Linked DNA regions of Mus musculus: all the other regions are linked to region 2. The links are chromatin contacts, called in public HiChIP or PLAC-seq maps. All regions are on one chromosome and are shown on one strand. Each heading gives the region's core, a stretch centred on a gene start, on an enhancer-like site or on the middle of the called end of the contact. The rest is flanking DNA. Distances are from core to core; before and after follow the strand shown. Region 1 overlaps Gm39783 (a long non-coding RNA gene). Region 2 has its middle 17 kb from the start of Cstad. Region 3 holds the start of Ntmt1 (N-terminal Xaa-Pro-Lys N-methyltransferase 1). Region 4 has its middle 13 kb from the start of Gm39783. Region 5 holds the start of Asb6 (ankyrin repeat and SOCS box-containing 6).

Region 1 (2,700 bases), core at 50-2,549, 200 kb before region 2:
AGTGACCTTAGAAGAGTGACCTCAGGAGATAAGAGGGACAGGAGGGAGAGAGAGAGAGAGAGAGAGAGAGAGAGAGAGAGAGAGAGAGAGAGAGAGAGAGAGAGAGATTGTGCACAAGCCTGCAGGCTAGGCATACACTGGCTCTTGCCTCCATGACCTCTCTGTGACCCCCACCTGCACAGCCTGGGCCTCTCCACAGAATAGGAGGAGGGGCTGAGATCTCCCAGTGTCTCCAGGGGACCAGTGCACACCGCTGAACAGCCATTCTGTCCAACATCCCCATCCCCCAACTTTTGCCTGGGTCTTGCCTCAGGCCAGGCAGAGGTCAGGGAAAGGGCTGCCCTCCTCCCGCTGGCTGAGCACGAGACACCTCCTACTGTGTTGCTTTGAGACATTCACTCCACCTCTCTGACCTTAATCCTGGGCTACACTGGACTTGCTACAGCGGTGTAGGTTAGAACGGGCTTCCTCCAGCCTTGACACAGTGGCTGGGCTGTAGCTCATTGGTGGAGTGTTTGTCGAGTGCACAAAGCCCTGAGCAGCTTTTCGGGCATCTCATGAACCCATCGTGGTAACAAGCACCTGCGATTCCAGCACTAGGGAATTGGAGGCAGGAGAGTTGAAGTTCAAGGTTATCCTTGGCTGCATAGAGAGTTCAAGTCTCTGCTTGCCTTTTATCTCAGCGCTTCCCATCTCTGTGAAATTGAGACAGGCTTGGTTTACAGAGCGGGTTCCAGGCCAGCGCGAGCTACCTAGGGAGACCCTGTCTCAGACAAGACTCTGAGCGGAGGTGGTGGACAAGCTTTTCTTTCCTCCTTCCCACATTCAGGACCCTGCAGAATGTCCCTGAATGTCCCTGATATAGACTAGGATGGAGCCATGTGTTCTTCTCTAGGTCTCTAGGCACTAGGTGGTCAATGTAGGCTTGCTGTAAGTATCCAGGGGTTCCAATCCTCCACTCTGGGCCTCAGTTTCCTTAGCAGGCATCTCTGTCATTGAGTCCCTTAGCTCAGAACTGGTGCCTTTGTAGTCTCTGCCACACGCTCTCGGACAGTCCCCTCTCTTGAGTTTTAACCTCCCTGAGGCCTGGGGTCCGACTTTCTCCCTTTGCCTGTGCCTTCTCTCTTGGTCTTCCAGCTCCTGGTCACTAGAGAGGGACTTTGAATACAACCCTGTGCTGGACAGAGTCAAGCAGTCCGGTTTCTCTTTGCTTTTTTGTGATGCTAGAAGTGAACCTACTTCCTTTGCATACTCAGGCAGGTGCCGCACCTCCCATACAAAGGCAGTTCTTAGTGTGGCCTCAAGGCTTAACACAGCACAGTTGGAGCCTTCTCCATCTCTTCCTGAAGTGCATGCCCCAGCTCCCTGTCCGTTCCAAGACCTGCCTGCTCAAAGGTCACTCATCCCTAGCTTCTCTCCCAGGGGTCACATAGCCTTAGCCTGGCATCTCATACATCCAGACCATCAAAGTTAGCCAGCCTCACCTACTGTACCCCACCCAACCCCCGTGAGGCCTCCATATCTATTCTGCCTTGTTCTTGGCTCCACCGGGTACTGTGTTCAGCATCTTCTCTCTCCAGGGCAGAGATCTTTGAGGTTACCCTAGTTAGCTTTCGATTCCTATGATAAACACCATGACCAAAAGGCACCTGGGGAGGGACAGGTCTATTATTAATCACACTCCATCCCTGAGGGAAGCCAGGGCAGGAACTCGAGCCAGAAACCAACGCAGAGGCCATGGAGGAGTGCTGCCTGCTGGCTTGTTCCTCATCTCTTGCTCAGTCTGTTTCTTACAGCTCAGGGGTCGCACCACCCACAGTGTGCTGGGCCTATGACACCAATCACTAAGAAAATGCCCCACAAGCCAATCTTGATGTTCTATCTTCTCAATGGTGCTAGCCTACTACCTGCCCTCAGGGAAGGGCCTGTGTTGGCTGTATCACTTGAGACTCATACCTCTTCCATGAGTTTTGCTTCTGGGGGTTGGGGGGGGGGGAGCCTGTCCTAAGGCCTAGGAGGAATCCAGTCTACACTTAACTACTGTGTGTCCTTAGGCAGAGCTCCTACCTCTCTGTGCCCTGGATCCTCATGTATAAACTAGAGATCATGCTGGCCCTGATGCAGGGGCAGGGGAGACGCTCCCATGGCTCATGGCATCAGGCTCAGCATAGGCAGGTAGCTGTCACCTTCACCCTGCTGTGATGTTGATGAAGATGGAGGACATGGTCTCTCCAAGGGCATGCTGCATCTGGTTTGCTGTAGGCCTTAAGAGAATCTGTAGAGAGTACTTAGAGGGCCTGCCTGGAGGGGGTGAGGAGGTAGGGGTGGGGTCTGTGCATGTGAGTATGTGTGGAGCCAGCAGGAGAACCTTCAAAGGGGGAGGGATGGAAGGGAGGAGGGGTGGAACGGAGGAGGGAAGAGGGATGGGAGATAGGACGGAGGAGATATGGAAGGGAGGAGGAAGGAGAGGGAGGAGGGATGGAAGGGAGGAGGGATGGGAGGAAGGAGGGATGGGAGGGAGGAGGGATGGGAGGGAGGAGGGATGGGAAGGAAGAGGGAGGAGAGGGAGGAGGGATGGAAGGGAGGAGGGATGGGAGGGGGAGAGATGGGAGGAAAGAGGGAGGAGAGGGAGGAGGGATGAGAAAGAGGAGGGATGGAAGGCAAGAGGGATGGGAGGGAGGAGGGATGGCAACAAGCTGG
Region 2 (2,700 bases), core at 147-2,646:
CACAGCTACTGGACAATGGTCTTGACTATTACAGCCGGGTCCCACAGGACAGTGCAGAGAGCAGCCAGCTTGCCTGGAGGCTGTGGAAGATACCACAGAGTGTATCACTGACCTAGGAAAAGATCAAAGTCCAAGGCATGGTTTGTATGGACTGCAAGATACTTTCATGCCATTAGATTCAAACAAACAAACAAACAAACAACCCCAGTAAACACAGGTTGATGGGAAAGGGTTTATTGTGTCTAACAGTTTGAGAGCGTCATTCTGTCCTAGTGAGAAAGATGTGGTAGCTGAAGAGGCTACAGGAGCAGGAAGCTGGATGCTGAAACTGCATCTGCAGCAGGAAGCAGAGAAGAAGCAGATGGTTAGGTTAGACCATAAAGCCTAGAGGCCTCCCCTCAGTTACCCTTCCTCCTCCTCCTCCTTGAATCAAGTGTTCAAACACACATGCCTGAAGAAGACATTTGCCATCCAAACTCTAACACTGCAAAAGGTAATCAAAAGGGTGTGGTTCTCTTAGCAATGCAGAAGCAAAATGACAGATTACAGAGACAACAAGGGAGAACACAGAATGCAGGACTCACCCACCAAGAAGACAGCAACAGTCTAGTGCCTGAGACAGTGTCAGCAAAATCCAAAGGGGGTGGGGGGTGAGGGGTGGGGGGGCGGGGGGGCGGGGGGAGAGAAATGAATAAATGTATGATTGCAAAACCCTCTCTCAACTCAAAGGACCATGACTCAAAACTGGCCACCAGCTGCAATCTCCCTGTCATTTATGGAACTCTGTATCAGCCAGAATAACACTATTTTCAAGGGCACAGAACACACAGGCTTACATTGGACCAGCAAGATGGTGCGGGAGGTTAAAGGGGTCTGTGGCCAAGCCTGGTACCTAGGTTTGATCTACTACAGAGTAGGCAGGAATGAACCCTTGAAAGTTGTTTTCTGCCTTCCATGTGTGGTATGGTGTAGGTCTTCAAGTACATACATACATACATACATACATACATACATACATTCATACATGTTTTAAAGGCTACATCCTAGCCTCAAATAAACCTGTCAGTTTAGAAGAAATACAACCATTTAGAGTGTGTTCTCTGATGTAACAGACTCTAAGTAGGAAGCAATACCAGAATGGACTTCCAAGACTCAGAAACTAAACAACTCCTCCCCTAAATAACTTGTAGGTCAGAAAAGCCAAAACAAAACAAAACAAAAATAGCTTTTAGGGGTTTTTGTTTGTTGGTTGGTTAGCTTGTTTGTTTGGTTTGGTTTGGTTTGGTTTTTATGATGCAAGGTCTTGTTTGGTTTCAGACCCTGGGACTAGGTGCTGAGGTGCATATTTTACATATCAAAAGCAGATCGGGCCTTCAGGTTCTCCCATCATCCCTCAGTCCCTACCTGGCACACCCTGATCCTACTCCCGAGCTTTCAAGCCCTGGGGCTGGGTTGCCCTTCCCTCCAGAGGCTCCTCTCTATATAATCCAGACATTTTGGTCTCTCCCATCCCCTCTCTACACTCATTCTTTCTGTCTCTTCCCCCTCTCCTCCCCTCCCTCCCCATGGTGGCTTCCCCTGGCCTCCTTCCTTGGGAGTTAGTGAATTTGCCTGCCTGAGAGCAACTTCCCAATAAATCTGCATTTAATATAATCTAATCTGGTTTGAATTGGCTCATCTCACCAGCTGAGAAATAATTTATCAGATAGTGCCAAACCCCGGGAAAGGTTGAGTGCCCAGTCTGATGGCTGGGTTCTTCCCTGGCCTCGCGGAGGGACCGCTTCTTTCTCTCCACAGGAAACATCAACTTCAGCCTCTGTGAGTAACTACCTCCCAGAAGCCCTCAAGCAACAAGTGCTCCTTTCCAGTCCAGGGCTCTTGGAGCTTTCCCTGCCGAGTCAGGGCCTCACCAGAGATAGCAAAGAACAGGTGTTTGTTTGGGGAAATCTTTGATACAAAGACGTTTGGTCTGAGGTTACGGCCTCCATATTAACCATTAGATCCCAGACTATTGAATGGGTCGCCAGTTCCCATAGTCTCAGGATCTCTGGGAAATGCTGGGTCTAAAACTGATCGCAGATGCCTCTTGTATGTCTGCTGCAAAATTTACCCAAATTGGCCTGAACTTCCAATGTCTCAAATTTTGGCAACTGCACTCTTGCCCCTCAACTCCTTCACCTCATTGAGCGCAGGGCTCCAGGTACCGCCTAGCCCCACCCAGCCTCCACCCTTCTCCTGCTCATGAGCAGCCCCCGCAGCAGCAGTGGTGACTTCAACAGTAATGGTGAGCGAACATTTTAAATCACCCACGCTGGCCACAGTCAATAAACAGCATGTGCTTGGCCGCCATCTTGACTTTGGGAAAAAGGAACTGTGGCTTCACCACCATCTTGGTTAAGGGCAGTCACGTGATTGGCAGCCATCTTTGCTATGGAAAAGTCAGACCTTCACAGCAAGCAACTCCAATTTATACTGTTTGTTTCTTTCTTCTTCTACCAGCTGCCTCGGCCCAGAATTTACCTTCCGGCTTTCTAGCCACTAGATTTATTTAATGAGCTATCAAAACAGCACCTCCACGAGTTCATGTTTAAAAAAATAAGGTATATTTAATAATCAAATGCTTTCAAGGTCGAGAATGGGCAACTTGATTCAAGCTAAATTTGTCTATTCAAATATACTATAGACACATGAATGGTCCTC
Region 3 (2,700 bases), core at 33-2,532, 230 kb before region 2:
CTGCCTCCCAAGTGCTGGGATTAAAGGTGTGCAGCACCACTGCCCGGCAATAAATAAATCTTTAAAAAAAATCTTAAAACACAATTTTTCTCTCTGTCTTTCTGTCTGGTTTTTGAAATAGGGTTTCTCTGTGTAGCCTTGACTGTCCTAGAACTCATTCTGTAGACCAGGTTGGCCTCAAACCCAGAGATCCACCTGCCTCTGCCTCCTGGATGCTGGGATTAGAGGCGTGTGCCACCTCTGCCTAGTTCAAACATAGTTAAAAAGATCAAGTAAGGAAAACGTGTTAAAACCTCCAAATCACACAGACCCTGGTAAAGCTGGAGCCCACCTATGAGATCATGTGGCCTTTGGTCAGTCCAGAAGATGCAAACACAAGCTCCGGGTACACCCAGAACCACACACCTGCAGACTCTGACCTTTTGATTATGTGGCTCTGGCCTTCAGGAAAGCATCCCCCCTCCCCCCAACACACACACAAGCACACACACAGGAAAGCCAGCTTAAGGAAACGATGTGCCTTAAAACAGCACTTGGGAAAGGACCAAAAGTTAGGAGAGGATTTAGGCTTCTCACTTAGACCCCAGTCACTGAGTGCCCCACCCCATACATCATTGTCATCAGTTACAGCACCTGTCCTAGGCCCTTATCAAAAGGATTAAAGACCAAAATGATCACACAGTTGGTGGAGCAGCAAAGCCTGGAGCATCTGGAAAAGATGGCAGGCAGCCTTGCAGAAGAGAGGCTGACCTTGGCCTCAAGGGCTCATGACAGTAACGATGTTGGCCAGAGCTGGAGGCAGTTAAACGTGATGGCAACCCGTGCAACCAAGCACTTAACTGCGAGGACTTGAGCCAAGCACGGCGCCGATTCCACACACCAACCTTGCAGTGGCTGCTTTCCTTATCTCAGAGGGGAAACTGAGGACTGGAAAGTGATGTACGGGCGCGAGTGAAGATACGTCTTGCCAGCCTCCACCAACGTGGCTTCCTCCAACCCAATCCGTGGTCACCAGAGTCCCTGCCCAGGTCTGATCGGTGAACCTCCATGGGACGTGCACGTGGGCCAGGGCCAGGCCCAGGTCACTTGACGACGGGGCCTCACCGCTTCAGGCAGTTGGGGTGAGCACCTCCCTCCTCCCTGGCCGCGTCCCTCGCGATACTTACCTGGGTCGGGGCTCCAGGGACCCGAGAGAAAAGGACGGGTTGAGAAGGAGGCTGGCAAAGACCGTAGCCCACAGCAGCCGCCACCACTCTACCGGACCAGACACCTCGCGGCCTCTGCCTTTGTCCGCACACGTCACTTCCCCGAGCCTGGAGGGGGCTGGACTCAAGATCGCTCCGCCCCGAGGCCAGTTCACTCCGCCCCAAGACTAGCTCATCCCTCTCCACAGACAGATAGCCCCTCCCCAGGGCCAGATCGCCGCGTCCCACAGGCAGCTCACGTCCAGATCGTCCCTCCCCCACAGCCAACTCCGCCCTCTCCAGGGCCTGCTCACACCTCTCCACGCCCCCACAGCCAACCCCGCTCCACGGCCTGCTCACTCGACACGCCCAGAACTTCTCTCCGCGCGACTAACTCGCCCCTCCCCACGCCCAGCTCGCCCAAACACAAGACCAGCTAGTTCCGCCCCACGGCCAATTCGCCCCTCCCCATCGCTACCTCGCTTGTCCCCGAGGCCAGTTCACCCCGCCCCCTGGCCAGATCGCCGCACTCCAAGGTTTGATCGCCCTATTCTTCGGCCAGATCGCCTTTTCCTTCGGGATCCTAACCCAGTTTTTTGCCTACGCGCAGGGACTTCATGATGAAGGATCCACAGCTGATATCTCACACACTTGAGGGTGTAGCTCTTTTAAGACAAGAGTCCAACTGAGTTCTGGCCGTAAACTTCAGGATCCTTCTGCATCATCGACGTGGTTGCTGGGGTTACAGGCACGCGCCTCCATGCGCCACAAGGCTGGATTCTTAAAAACCAACATCATGAGAGTTTTCCACCCTAAAAGGAGAATTAAGCCGGGCGTTGTTGGCGCACGCCTTTAATCTCAGCACTCGGGAGGCAGAGGCAGGCGGATTTCGAGGCCAACCTGGTCTACAAAGTGAGTTCCAGGACAGCCAGGGCTATACAGAGAAACCCTGTCGGGGGGGGGGGGGGAGGAGGATTAAAAGCCATTGTTGCTCAAATCCACCCATGCCCACTAGTATATTAAAATAATATATCAACCCAGGAAAGAGAACAGGAAAGAAAGGCTTTGACAGAGGTAAGGATTGCCAGGCCAAATAAAGCAGAAATCTAGAAGTTTGCCCTCCTGAGGACCGCCCTTCCCTATCCACTCAGACAATCTGCACCGGGTCTTGAAGGAAAGATGAGCTTGCTGCATGCAAACCCCCTCTAACCGCCTCGGAGTTCTAAGTTGCCTCTTCTAACTGGTGGATGTAATGATTCAGCTACAATACTCTGAGGGTTAAATTTGTGGGATTTGCGAGTTTAGGCTAGAGTCTAGTGGGGCTTGCAGGCAATGAAGGTTATCATAATAAGTATTTTTGCCTTAAGCTCACCTCTGTTGGCTGACACACCGGCTGTTAGACATACTTGTCATGCCTCCTGGGCTCTGCATTACAGTAGGTGCTTAAAGTTGTGTTTTGCTTTTACTTATTCTTTTTTTTTTTTTTTTCCTTTTCTGGATCAGTGCCTTGCTAGGT
Region 4 (2,700 bases), core at 162-2,661, 180 kb before region 2:
ACACAAACACACAATGCCACTCTGTCTAGCAATGGGCAGGGCCCTTGAGGCCTGGTGGCCTGGCTGGAGGATTTAACAATTTAGGGACCATCCAGAACGCTCTGTCTGCAGCAGAGGGTATATGGGACTAGTTGGTGACTTGGCCTGGAGAGGTGGCAAAGACCTGCAGACCCTACCCCAACTCGCTCAGCCCATTGCCCATGGCACACTCTGTCCCTCTAGGGTTGGTGGCAGCAAGCCAGCCTCCATCCACATCAGGGTTGGTCTCCAGTGTCACCGGTCTCCCTGAACCTCCAGTAGTCTGCTCCTGCACCATGTTTGTGAACATGGTTGTTCAGAAGGGGCCAAAGAGGCAAGCCATGAAGTGTGGGCTGGGAGCCCAGGAAGGACTAAGAGAGCTAGGGAGAGCTGGAGGCTTGTCCTGGCACCCATGTCGCTGAGGATGGGGTGGAGATGAAGAGAAAGGGTTGGAATGAGGTGAGGTCTTGGGAGCACACGGGCAGGAGACTACAGAGTTATGGACTGAATCTAGGCAAGCAAGGGCTCTTTGAGAGCGGGACTCCAAGGTGGGTTTAGGAATGAAGAAAGGGCTTCCTTGGAAAGTGGGCAGGGCACTTTTAAAGAACACTCTAGGGTTCAATTCCCTGACCTTGGAGCTGGGGCAGGCCTTGTGTGCGCACCTCTCTCAGAATCAAGGTCTCTGGGAAAAGCTCTTCAGCTGGAACCCTGCGTATAAGAAGCTGATGAAGCCTGAGCCCCCAGTGCTTTCTACACGGTGTGGTGGGTGTGGGGTGTGGCACCTTAGTTTCAGGGCCACACCTTCCTCCCTCCACCTCAACTCCTGGGAACTGCTAGACAACATTAGACAAAGGAGGTTTTTGCTGAAATGCAAACAAACGTTCTCTGGCCAGTCCAGCTCCTGGCGCTTGAGAATAGAATTCTACGCTGGACATTCCTTATGGGGGTGAGGGAGCTCCTGCCACTTCTCCCGTTTCTCCCTGCTGAATCTGGCCCTTCCTAGTGAGCCAGGGTTAGAATCTAGCTCGGGTCAGAACCCCGAGAAGGCAGGGAGAGGGGACCTGAGTCTTTCTGCTTCTCTCTCCCCACAGTCCTGGGACCACAGAGGCCCGCAGAATGGGGCAGCTGTAACCCCAGCCTGAGGACGAGGAGAAACTTGAGTGGCAGCCTAGGGTTGGGCGCTTCCAACAGAGGTGGGAGGAGGGGCTGTTTGTTCAACCCCGAGAGAGGGCGGAGCTGAGATTTCAAAGCCTTCACCATTTGTTAGCCTTCCCTGGGCCCAGGCTGCATTCCAGACCTGAGGGGGTCCTGCCCCTGAGAAACCCAGGAGACTCTAGTTACAGCCCAGCTGCGGAGCCCTGCCCAGCGGAAAGTCTGGTTCCTGCTTCTGGCTCCGGTCCAATTCCCACCCCCTACCGGACAACGGCCAATGCTTGCTTAGGCTTCTGGAGGAGACACACACCACTTTGCAGATAACACCGTCTGGGATTCCCCTGACCCCCAGAGTCTGAAACTGCTGCTACTGCTGTGGATCTGATCTCTGCCTAGCCAAACCTGGTCAGGAATTTGCAGGAAGGGGGTGGGTTGGACTGATTTTTTTCCTGCACAGCCCAAACCATGCTTTACTTTTTGAGATGGCATCTCATGTAGCCCAGGCTGGCCTCCAACTTGATCATTGTGAAGGTGACCTTGAACTTCTGATCCTCCTACTTCTACCCTTCCCATCTCTAGCATTGGTAGTACTCGGCGTGTGCTGTCCTGTCCTTTCCCTGTGCTTCCCCGACAAGTGGCCAAGCAAACATGTATGTGTGCATGTATACTTGGGGAACCCTGCTGGACTAGGAGTACAGTCTCTCTCCAAACCCCCCAGGGCCTGGAAACCAAGCTTACCCAGTATGCACTAAGTGCAGTCCAAGGAGAGGGGGAACACGGGAGATTCAGACTCTTCTTGTCTCCTGGCAATGGCTGGCTAACGGTGCTGTGTTCTGGGTCAGCGAGGCAGGGACTCAGTGTAGTAGTGCTGAAGTAAAGACATAATTAATGGACACAAGACCATGGATTCCACATTCAATTCCCAGCACCCACACAGTGGCTCACAGGATCTGCAATTCCAGTTCCAGGGCATCTGACAGTCTCTTCTGATCTTCTCAGATACCAGCCATAGACCTGATACACAGATCAGAAAGCAAATAAATATTAACTACAAAACAAAAAAACCAAGACTCTGGGTTCAAGTCCCAGCTCACAAGAGCCCTCTGAACTAGTAGGGGTTGGGACAGGACCAGCCTTGAACTTTACGCCTGCTCAACCTCCATCTGCTTCACAAATACAAGTCTCAACGCAGGGGACCACTGCCTTAGGCAATGGGAACTTGAGACTGAATGTCTGGGGGCAGGGACACACCTAGGCTTGGCCTTCAAGCTAAGAATCAGGTTTGTGGGATCCAAGGTAAGGCTGCCCCTTCTAGGACATTCCCCAAAGGTCTCTCCCTCTAGCTGGCTCCCCTACCATTAGCTTTGCGGTCAAGTTTGTTGGTTATTTTGGGACAGAAACTCATGGATCCTAGACTGCTTTAAACTTGCTACATAGTGGAAGGGAACATAGTGTTTGTGTGTATGAGTGCAGGCCCTCACATGCCACAGGGTGTGTGGAGGTCAGAGGGAAACCTCGGGTTTCATCGCC
Region 5 (2,700 bases), core at 43-2,542, 250 kb before region 2:
CATGAATAGGGATGTTTTGCTTGCATGGCCATATGTGCATCACTTTTGTGCCTGTGCCCACAGCGTCCAGAAGAGGGCACCAGATCCCCTTGGCCTAGAGTTATGGGTGGCTGTGAGCCACTATGAGGGTGTTGGGAGCTGAACCTGGGCTGATCAAGATCTCTCCAGTAACCTGCCACCCTCCACCCGACTCCTCCCCCCTCTTGGAGATAGAGCCTCACTATGTAGTCCTGGCAGGCTAAGAACAGAACCTAGGTCCTTTGCAAGAGCAGCCAGTATTCCTAATTGCTGAGCCATCTCTCCAGCCCCTGTACAGATTTTTTCCCCATTATTCCCTTAACAACCCAATAAACAATGACCAACCTGGTGTTTACTCTGTTGGGTGCAGAGTCCCATAGAGCTGAAATAGGTCATGAGAGGAGCTGTGTACCCATTCTGTGTAAGATCCTTGGCCACTGGGTTTGGTGTCCTGGGCTATCCTGGAACCAAGCCTAGCATCCCAACACTTGAGAAGTGGAGGCAGGAAGGCTCTTGGTTAAAACAAAGAAGAAATTTTGTTCCAAGCCAGTAACTCTATGGCAGATGGCAGGTGCCAAGCAGAGAGAACACAAGCCCCCATAAGGGATTGGAGCTACACCTATGATGGTGCAGCCTCAGGACCATTGACACCTCCCCATAACTGACCTTTTTAGAGTCATCAGGGCCTTGCCGCAGGACTCAAAGTTGCAGCCACTCAAATTTGCGTAGGGGGACGCTACCTGGTACAGTCCTTTCTGCTATGTCAAAGCTTCCTCCTGCTCAGGGTCTAGGCAAGTGATATTATGCCAATTTTCCAGATCAGGACATGAAGGTTCACAGAGTCCCTCCAGTGAAAAGTGGGAAAAGTGGGCAGCCTGTTTGGCTAGGCGTCAAGGGACAGAGAATAAGGAACTGCCCCCAGCGTCTGTGGGGAAGAGTTGGGGTGCAAGATCCTCATTACGCCACTTGGTCTACACAGTGGAGAAACTGAGGTGGTTGCAGCCTTTCCTTAGAGAGTGGCCAAAGTCAAGTAGGCTGCAGAAAGTAGTGTTCAGGCTCCGAATAGGGCCTGTGTCACCTCGGATTGGAGCCAGTCAGTAGCGGGGCCGCATGCCCCGTCGGAGCTCAGACGCCCTTCAGCGGCCTCGCGGGGAATTTCAGTGCGGGGCGGAGCCGGACAGTGATGATCGCCGCGAGGTCCTCCCCGGCGGCAGGGGGCAGTGTGACTCACATGCTCCCTCAAAGGCCCGCACGGACCGGAAGTAGGAGTGGTAGGATAACTTCCGGTGCGGAACTGGGGCCTGGGAGGATTGCTCACCGGCGCGGGGTCTGAACCGGTAGATCGGGAGGTGGTGGCCTGTGGGTGTCGGAACACGCGGCCGACGCCATGCCGTTCTTGCACGGCTTCCGCAGGATCATCTTTGAGTACCAGCCCCTAGTGGACGCCATCCTTGGCGCCCTGGGCATCCAGGATCTGGAGCGGCAGGAGCCCCTGGATGAGTAAGTCGCTGCGGTCCTCTGTGGTTGTCGCAGCGGGAGTGGGAGCTGCGTGGCCGCGAGCTCGAGCTCCAGCCTGAGGCGGGCTCGGAGTGTCTTGTAGGGCAGAAGACCCGGGCCTCTGCTGCCTGTGCATGGATGCTGGAGACGTCCTGGCTGGGGCCGACCGGACTTTCGGCAGACAGCAGGCCTCTCCGAGAGCCTCTGGGGAAGCAAGCCGGTGTGGTCCGTGTGCCCTGTGCAGACCTCCTTGGGTACTCGGAGCGCTACGCCTTCGGAGTGCTTGTGCTACAGAGACAAGCGAGCACCCAGACCGGCATCGCGGTCTGAGATGCAGAGTAGGGTGGGGCAGAGGAGCTAGCAGTCTCACCAAGGATGTCTTTTCTAAACCACATCAGCCCTTTCCTCTGCGGCCTACTCTGTAAATGCAGTGCCAGGCGTTTTTAAGAACTCGGAGGCGGGGCCGCAGGGCTGCACAACAAGGCGCTACTGCCCTCCTTTGGCGGAGCCCAGCATATTTAGGAGGGCTGCCCCAGATAAGCGTTTTGTGTCCGGGCGTTGGTCAGATCTTAGGGCCCACCTGTTGCAAGAGGTCTGGTGGGTGAGATTAGGGCGAAGAGCAAGTAAGGCGCGTCGTGGCCAGGTGACTCTGAAGGTGGTGTTTGGGCCGTTGTCAGAGCTGGGGTAACATATGGAACAGCGTCCAGGCCCAAGATGCACTTAGTAGGTAGTTTTGTCTAGGAAGGGTGAGAGCTTTAGGGCTACCCTCAAGGTGGTGTGAGAGAAGATGGGGCAGAGCCAGCACTTTGACAGCATGCTGAAGGATGGCTTTGAAATCACTTAATGCTTTTGACCAAGAAAGAGTTGTGCCCCACAGAGCATGCGCAGCTTGTGTGGATGCTTGTGAAAGGGCACACAGGCTAGGGCCACTGGCCCCCGTGAGTTCCCACTTTCTCTGTTCTGCCTCTTGGTGCACAGTTCTGCTTCCAGCGAGGAGAGCCGGATCCTGGTCCTCACGGAGCTGCTGGAGCAGAAGGCTCACTCTCCATTCTACCAGGAAGGCGTGAGCAATGCGTTGCTGAAGATGGCTGAGCTGGGCCTGACCCGGGCAGCTGCTGTCCTTCTGCAGAGTGGGGCCAACCTCAATTTCGAAGGTCAGCAGCATCCTGAGGATGGGGGTGGGGT

Evidence for each region. HiChIP or PLAC-seq counts read pairs in DNA pulled down with a chosen protein or histone mark.
Region 1: a contact with region 2 is called in an H3K27ac HiChIP or PLAC-seq map of embryonic stem cells, with 13 read pairs. The contact joins two enhancer-like sites. A contact is called at or near these places in 6 of 39 promoter capture datasets (the C10 cell line, the HPC-7 cell line, cranial neural crest and 3 more), 2 of 15 datasets of contacts at CTCF or cohesin (embryonic stem cells and pro-B cells), 18 of 484 Hi-C or Micro-C datasets (the AML12 cell line, B cells, the G1E-ER4 cell line and 12 more), 16 of 115 datasets of contacts at active chromatin or transcription factors (the 230-238 cell line, T-cell acute lymphoblastic leukemia, Th17 cells and 9 more) and 3 of 9 other capture datasets (adipose tissue, embryonic stem cells and liver).
Region 3: a contact with region 2 is called in an H3K27ac HiChIP or PLAC-seq map of embryonic stem cells, with 10 read pairs. The contact joins the promoter of Ntmt1 here to the enhancer-like site in region 2. A contact is called at or near these places in 9 of 39 promoter capture datasets (the C10 cell line, the HPC-7 cell line, cranial neural crest and 5 more), 2 of 15 datasets of contacts at CTCF or cohesin (embryonic stem cells and pro-B cells), 11 of 484 Hi-C or Micro-C datasets (the AML12 cell line, the G1E-ER4 cell line, bone marrow-derived macrophages and 6 more), 18 of 115 datasets of contacts at active chromatin or transcription factors (the 230-238 cell line, Th17 cells, a beta-TC-6 cell line and 11 more) and 4 of 9 other capture datasets (adipose tissue, embryonic stem cells, liver and 1 more).
Region 4: a contact with region 2 is called in an H3K27ac HiChIP or PLAC-seq map of embryonic stem cells, with 18 read pairs. The contact joins two enhancer-like sites. A contact is called at or near these places in 1 of 15 datasets of contacts at CTCF or cohesin (large pre-B cells), 3 of 484 Hi-C or Micro-C datasets (bone marrow-derived macrophages, embryonic retina and embryonic stem cells) and 7 of 115 datasets of contacts at active chromatin or transcription factors (embryonic basal ganglia, embryonic stem cells and stem cell-derived neural progenitor cells).
Region 5: an H3K4me3 HiChIP or PLAC-seq map of embryonic stem cells shows a contact between it and region 2, with 13 read pairs. The contact joins the promoter of Asb6 here to the enhancer-like site in region 2. A contact is called at or near these places in 5 of 39 promoter capture datasets (cranial neural crest, liver, maxillary cranial neural crest and 2 more), 1 of 15 datasets of contacts at CTCF or cohesin (large pre-B cells), 1 of 484 Hi-C or Micro-C datasets (bone marrow-derived macrophages), 11 of 115 datasets of contacts at active chromatin or transcription factors (the SCID.adh cell line, bone marrow-derived macrophages, embryonic basal ganglia and 6 more) and 4 of 9 other capture datasets (adipose tissue, embryonic stem cells, liver and 1 more).

What each region holds. Positions count from the first base shown.
Region 1 is chr2:30,777,045-30,779,744 of GRCm38.p6, reverse strand. All of the region lies in intron 3 of Gm39783 (a long non-coding RNA gene), which reads right to left. Among named protein-coding and RNA genes, the nearest start is that of Gm39783, 6.8 kb to the right of the region's middle. Within about 2 kb of position 1,299, at least 26 of the 459 cell types and tissues checked have an H3K27ac peak or open chromatin away from gene starts, as enhancers often do. A contact at or near this core is called in embryonic stem cells, where this site is marked.
Region 2 is chr2:30,576,912-30,579,611 of GRCm38.p6, reverse strand. No RefSeq gene overlaps it. Among named protein-coding and RNA genes, the nearest start is that of Cstad, 17 kb to the left of the region's middle. Within about 2 kb of position 1,396, at least 9 of the 459 cell types and tissues checked have an H3K27ac peak or open chromatin away from gene starts, as enhancers often do. A contact at or near this core is called in the SCID.adh cell line and embryonic stem cells, where this site is marked.
Region 3 is chr2:30,806,550-30,809,249 of GRCm38.p6, reverse strand. It overlaps Ntmt1 (N-terminal Xaa-Pro-Lys N-methyltransferase 1), which reads right to left and starts at 1,282. Exons shown (of 4, transcript NM_170592.3): 1 at 1,167-1,282.
Region 4 is chr2:30,757,197-30,759,896 of GRCm38.p6, reverse strand. No RefSeq gene overlaps it. Among named protein-coding and RNA genes, the nearest start is that of Gm39783, 13 kb to the left of the region's middle. Within about 2 kb of position 1,411, at least 173 of the 459 cell types and tissues checked have an H3K27ac peak or open chromatin away from gene starts, as enhancers often do. A contact at or near this core is called in embryonic stem cells, where this site is marked.
Region 5 is chr2:30,826,892-30,829,591 of GRCm38.p6, reverse strand. It overlaps Asb6 (ankyrin repeat and SOCS box-containing 6), which reads left to right and starts at 1,292. Exons shown (of 6, transcript NM_133346.2): 1 at 1,292-1,518; 2 at 2,494-2,669. The coding sequence starts at 1,406.